Regions from separate parts of the Sparus aurata genome. Here region 2 is linked to region 1. The links are chromatin contacts, called in public Hi-C maps. All regions are on one chromosome and are shown on one strand. Each heading gives the region's core, a stretch centred on a gene start, on an enhancer-like site or on the middle of the called end of the contact. The rest is flanking DNA. Distances are from core to core; before and after follow the strand shown. Region 1 holds the start of ccdc124 (coiled-coil domain containing 124). Region 2 holds the start of LOC115591623 (low-density lipoprotein receptor-like).

Region 1 (3,378 bases), core at 490-2,989:
TTGGTGTTCCATCTTGTACTCTATTCCATAATTTGCCTTTCTCTGTTATTCACTTGTATTTTAAAAGCCCTCTTTAGCTGTTTCCAGAAGGTCGATCCCTCATGCCAAAAAACAAAGGAAAGGAAAGGTTTGTGCAGGACCGGGATGTAGTCCACTACTCAAACATCTGTGTGTTAAAGGAAAAATCCACTCTCAACTTATCAGTGGGGTTTGTTTACCCAAAGCTTGCAGACTTGCAACAGTTTCTGCACTCTTGCTCTGCATGTAAGACTCTCAAAGTACACAAGAATATATGACTGTTTTTCTGCATCATACAACAATAAAAGCACGCATACAGTCACAACCTCTCTACCCTTGTCTTGATGCATCTAAAGAATTAGTATTTCTGTCTCTTTTTAAATTGCATTTTGGCTGTATAGCGTGAAACGTTAGTGCAGATGTTTTAATGCAGATGTTTGGGATGGATTTTTCCTTTATATTAGGTAAATGGTTTAACTGGTCCCTGTTGTTATCTGGCTCAAGGTGGACATGTCCCAGTTCAATAATTCACTGTCGGATTAGTTCAGGACAGGGTGTGTTTTCATGTCAGCTGAAGAGGTGATTGAGTCGTTAGATCTTCCTGCCTGATTAACGTTTTTGTAAGAAATTAGTTGGTTCAGTGTTTAGTTAGAATGACAAAATGTCCGTCCCTGTTGTAGTTCCACACTGTGTGTTGACTATTTGACCATGAAAGTGAAGATGACTATACGTGTTTAATATTTGATTCTTAAAACTATGAGCTTTTTGTTTTAATTGTCGTAATTATGTGTCCCTGCTGTTTCAGACTGAAGACAGCGAGATCGATGTGGACGAGGATGACGAGGAAGATGAAGAAGGAGAGGAGGAGGAGAGCAAGGATTTGGAGGATGACAGCCTGGAGGGCCCAGTGTCCAGGGGTGCTCGGCCCTCCAGGGCGGGCATGAGACCGCCTCTGATGGAGGAGAGCGACAATGACTTCTGAATGAAGAAGACACACACTGACAGACATGCAGATGAGCTCCAGCTCAGATTAGACCATCATTAGTTTTCAGAAACATGTATTTATCATGTTCCGTCATGTTGTTATTGCATTGTAAAACATCAGTATAGTTCTTACTTTTGAATATATGTGTAAACTGTTTGCCTTAATAAAATATTTTAAATGTTATTCCTCTTCTATGTATAACATTTTATTTTCTTTCAGGTCAATCAATCCAGTATTGAGGTGTTTAGACGTTTTAGAGTGTAGTGTAGTAGATTTTGCGCAATGTAGCCTTAATTTTAACTGTGCTTAGCCCTTGACATAAATAATACTTGGTCAGATTTAAAATTTGTATCTAAATGACGTATATATTTTCTTTGACAGTAAAAGAAATTAGGAGGATTGTACTGACGACATGCTCAGTGACTTTAAGATGAAAACAATACGAAATTCAGACTGAAACATACAATGAAACAATAACAAACTTAATGAATACTTCTTGAGGATGGCTTACAATGAGGCACATGTGTTGCAAACAGACCTGAGATTGAGATTCAGGTGAAGCTGTCTATGACATAATATTTCATCGCTGGCAAAAAATAATGCTTCGTTGCATTTTAAAAAGCAATAATACTGCTAAACGGAACAAAATACGTTTCTTGACATTGAGATATCAATACAGAACAACTAAAAGTATTCAGTTATATCTCTAAAGTCAAGTATAAAGTCTAAAAAAGTGGAACGTCTCACCGTTGATCGAGCAGCTACGTCATCAGAGTGCGCGGTGCTCTCAGAGAGGAGGTGGCAGATGCCTCTTCGAAACAACAGCCAACTGTCGACTACTTACGACCAGTTTTTCCTATCATACTGGTATGTCACCATGTTTAAACGATTGCATGTTGTGATCATTATCCTCTTAGCTAAACTTCGGTGATACTAAATTTTGACTGGTCAGCTGTTTGACAAGCAAACCATCCTTGTTTTTCAGGCGAACATCAGCTAGCTAGAGCTAACTAGCTACACTGACAGGCAAAACTGAAACAATGTGTAGCCCGTTTTACAGAATTCCGTTAGCCTAATGTTTACTTAAAAAAAACTCTTCTTTTCCAAGTCGCCTGTATTGTTAAACTGCGTGTTCCTTAACCCAGATGTGCACACAGATAGGTAAGCTGGTTCTGGTAGATAACTAGCAGGCAGCATTGACTTGCGTTACCTTATGCAAACGTTATAGGAAGTTAATTTAGGTAGACTAATGATACTAACATTACATGCTTCTCAAAAGAGCTGCTGCACATTGCCCATCGTTTGTTTTTGTCAGTATTCATGTGATAAACGCCAGTCAAAGTCTTTGACAAAGGCACTTACTTTTTTGTAGGGTTTTGAATCACCAAATTGTACTGGAAAAAGACAATATCGCTATCTGACGCCAGCCTTGAAAAGTGACTTGTCAGTCAGACTATTCTGATTTTGTTCTTGTTTCTCAGCTGAAGAGCAGCTGTTGGGATGCCAAAGAAGTTCCAGGGCGAGAACTCCAAGGCGGCCACAGCCAGAGCCCGCAAGGCTGACGCCAAGGCAGTGGCGGACGCCCGCAAGAAGCAGCAGGAAGAGGATGCTCTGTGGCAGGAGACTGACAAACATGTACTCAAGAAAGAGCAGAGAAAGGTGAGCTGTCTCTCAAGGGAAGTTTCGTGTGCAAACTGTGGATTTTGCATAGTTGTGCAGCTCAGTTTGACTTCGAGGATATGCAGCTCCATCTTTAATCATGTGTGTACGAGTTATGATTGAGAAACAAGTGACAAGGCAGAAAATCAGGATTACCACAACACTCTGGACAGGAACCCTGCTTGTGGCTTCTTATTTATCATGCACAACTATCCTCATGTCTGAAGTCTAATCAGGTGACAGTTATTCTGACTTGACTTGACAATAAAACTGCTCAGCCACATATTCTGCCATTACAAAAAATATTCAGTTTTGATTCCTACACTGTCAGACATGTTTATAACTGAGGTATAGTTTCTGGGTGTGTCTAATATTTTGGCCCAGTCATTTGTATACATGAGAGGGACAGAATATTAGAACACCTTTTTTGACAGTGTCAACATGACTTTGAACATATTTGGAAGCTTTGGAGCAACATAAATCGTATACATGATTGATTCTGAGAGAGGGGGAATTTCTTTCGCTTTACTTACTGCACTGCACTGTACTGTACTGCACTGCACTGCTATCACTCTCTTAGACACGCCCCCCCCCCCCCCCGTTTCAGCACGGCCTAACTTCACAACTTGCCATTTACCAGCAGAAGTCCAATGACTACAGGTGACAGTCTTATGAGGGCTTAACATGTGATACATTTCAGCATTACTTCTCACACC
Region 2 (3,378 bases), core at 306-2,805, 170 kb before region 1:
CTGTATGCTAACAGTGAATTTGAGCCTGATAAAAGGCCAATGTTAAGAACACAGTCAAAAATGAGAATAGTAAAATGACGGGCCCCGCGTGATCATGACAAAGGGGGGATGGTCCAAGAGGGCGTTTGCCACCTTGACCACAGGTATAAAAGGGGGAGAATCGGGGAGAAATCTCAGTTGCCCCGGGGTACCTCATGGATGTATGTTTTCTTCTCTTGGAATAAACACCTTTTTGGACTGAAGACCTGCTGCTTCGCCTCTGATGTTTGGACTTTAACTTTGAGCACATTTTCAGAGTCAGATAGTGAAATAATTGGACAGATAAGAAAGGTAGTCTCCCACTACATCATATCAAATACGCCATAAAAAAGGCCCAAAAAAGTTTTAATTTCATTAGATATTACATGTTTTTAAGTATCATAAGTACAAGTAAGAGTAAATTGATCATCGACCTGTCAAGATACAATCTGTGTATTCATTGACCGGCTGTCAATGAAATAATAGGAAAGTAAACTGATTTAAAAATGTGTTGCTTTGGCTCTGATACAGCATGCAATCTGCAGAGTAACTAGTTACTAAAGTAATCAAATAAATGTAGTGGATTAAAAAGTACCATATTTGCCTCCCAAATGTAATGTAGTGGAAGTATAAAGTAGCAAAAATGGAAATACTCAAGTAAAGTACAAGTTTACCAAATTAAATGAGTAAATGCAATTAGTTACATTACGCAAGTGGAAACAGAAAACTCAAAAAAGCAAGTTCTTCGATTACAAAAGGCTTCATCATTTTCTTTTCTAGACAACATCATCATCATGTGTAGTGTTTTTAACCTGAAAAATAACTAAGTAAATTAGTTAAACTTAAATTCAAGGTGCTTTACTTGAATATTTCGATTTTATGTAACTTTATACTTCTACTGCACTGCAGCTCAGAGGGGAATATTGTACTTTTTACTCTACTACATTTGTCTGACAGCTTCAGTTACTAGTCACTTTGTTAGATTACAGTTTTTCATGCCTTTCCTGTCCACTGGAGTGGAAGTATAAACTAGCAGAACAGAACATTCAGATACTCAATACTCACTCCAAATTGTGCTCAAGAACAGTACTTGAGTAAATGTACTTAGTTACATTCCATCATTGATTAATCCTGAAACTTTCATTAATGTTACAGGAGGTGGAGCACATTTTAAAAACCTCATACACTGTTGGTTTAATCTACGTCAGCATCATGTTTAATAATACATTTATGTTTTTTAAAAGGTGTGCAGACAATAGTTTGTATGTCTAAAAAGTTAGTAGTGTAACTTATACTCAGTTATACAGAGTGTGTGTTATTTCAAAGGGAGTTCATTTTAAGGTCGTATGGAGCAGTGGTGCTTAATATGTTATTTGTGCCATTAAAAAAACAAAAAAAATCAAAAAAAAAATCAACGGCCGGAAACGTCATGATTTGACAAAGGACGCGTTGTATCCTAGCAACACGACAGCGAACATATTCTACGTCACACAAGCAAATAACCGAATTAAAAGAAATGTGGAGACGATGACTATGATTGATGACGGATAATTTATCTATTGATGAAACTATAACAATAACCGATTAAAAGTTCAAACTGACAAAGCTGCCGTTCGTCAGAATCAACGCTTACGTCATATTTCCGCGCCGCATGCCACAGGCAACCGTGGAGGACATCGAGCATGGGAGACCTTGGAGGTTTATTTCTTCTTATCTTGCCTCTAACCTGCTGTCACGTCTGGGGTAAGATGCGTGGCTTGCTGGTGCATGTGCGAGAAATGAAAGAGCTGCTTGTGTTTGAGGTTATTTAACGGCCCGTGGGTTTACAGTCGAGCAGAGCCTGTCACTTTGAATGGAGTCTGTTTAAAAAGCAAGCTACAGTGAAGTCGATCTGGACTTGTAACGAATTCAAGCATAACGTCACAGGAAGCCAAGTTGTTACAGTCTGAGCACAGTAAGAGGAAATATTCATGTTTGGACAGAAAAGTGCGAAATTGGTCGGTAGACCGTTAACAAGATGGAAACATTTGACCCCTCCCCTGCAGTGAAGTGATGCATGTTTGTTAAAAATGTAACATAACACAAAAATAAAAGTCTTTTTTTTTTAACTAGAATTGTGCAAGTGCAGAAAATAAAAGACGTGTGTCATGCGATGTCAGTGTAGCTCTGTCAGCCCAGTGAGTCCAAATGTGATCCTTATCTCTGAGAGAAAAGACTGAAGTGCAAGTAATTTATGAATAATTCTGCTCAGTATGCCTTCAGAGAGAGGCACTTGGATTTGATAGGCTTGAAATTTCGTTTTGGTTATTCATTTTGGAGATTCTATGATACAAAAAACACACGATGGGAGACAAGTGAAATGTGCAAAACTGCAGAGAAAAGGATTATTTTGCTCATTTATTGAATCCTACTTGCCTTACCCTGTTGACTTTCTGCAATAATTAGGATGTGTCTCACACAACTGAAAAGGAAAATAATGTAATGACACAGCTTGTCATGGTTTTTGTGTCTTCCCCTTGTCTATTGTGTAATTTTTATTGTCCTTTGTGGTGTCCTGCACTACAAAAGACGATCTAAAAGACATCCGATGTTGCACAAACTTGTGGAGTCCACGCCAGCTCAATACTTCGGGTCAGCAAAGGGGGAATACCAAATATAAAGATACTATGAAATGCATGCACATTGTTGTTAAGCTGATATTATGTTTTGTAATGAAAATTGAAGTATTAAATTCCCAACAACTGCAAAATAGAAGTATTTGGGCTGGTTGTCTCAGACTCTGACTGTGTGTTTGCATATGCCTCAGGAGCTGCAGGTCACTCTCTACCTCCCTGCCACGAGCAGCTGGAGTTCAAGTGTAACGATGGCTCGTGCGTCAAGAAACTGAGTGTGTGCGATGGACACAGAGACTGTGAGGACGGATCAGATGAACACCGCTGTGGTGAGAACAATGTCAACAAATACGATCCCATCCCGAACAATGCACACACACATGCACGCCGATTCAGGTTTCAAAAGCTCTTTTTTCTCTTGGCAGCGTGAACCAATCAAATCAAAACAAAAATCTCTATTTTCTGACAAGGAAAGATTACGTTTATTTATATTGTGCATTTCAACATCAAGACAATTCAAAGTGCAGACGAGAACTGCAAGAAGCACAAGGCAGATCGCAAAGATATTAAATAGGATGGACAAAGAGTGATTAAAAAAAAATAGCAACAGAAGAATAAACATGTCAGTGTGACACGGTGATGCATGTCAGTTTTAGTCCCATATTTAAATAGATATTAAATAATAATAATAATAATCTATCTATCTATCTATCTATCTATCTATCTATCTATCTATCTATCTATCCAG

Evidence for each region. A called contact is a pair of places that touch in the nucleus more often than the background predicts.
Region 2: a Hi-C map of skeletal muscle shows a contact between it and region 1, with 2.4 times the contacts expected there. The contact joins the promoter of LOC115591623 here to the promoter of ccdc124 in region 1. A contact is called at or near these places in 2 of 2 Hi-C or Micro-C datasets (skeletal muscle and an unstated tissue).

What each region holds. Positions count from the first base shown.
Region 1 is chr11:21,295,266-21,298,643 of fSpaAur1.1, reverse strand. It overlaps ccdc124 (coiled-coil domain containing 124), which reads left to right and starts at 1,739. Exons shown (of 5, transcript XM_030433662.1): 1 at 1,739-1,870; 2 at 2,485-2,662. The coding sequence starts at 2,504. cluap1 (clusterin associated protein 1) reads left to right here. Exons shown (of 14, transcript XM_030433657.1): 13 at 68-127; 14 at 824-1,186. The coding sequence ends at 1,000.
Region 2 is chr11:21,465,824-21,469,201 of fSpaAur1.1, reverse strand. It overlaps LOC115591623 (low-density lipoprotein receptor-like), which reads left to right and starts at 1,555. Exons shown (of 13, transcript XM_030433765.1): 1 at 1,555-1,761; 2 at 2,825-2,959. The coding sequence starts at 1,701.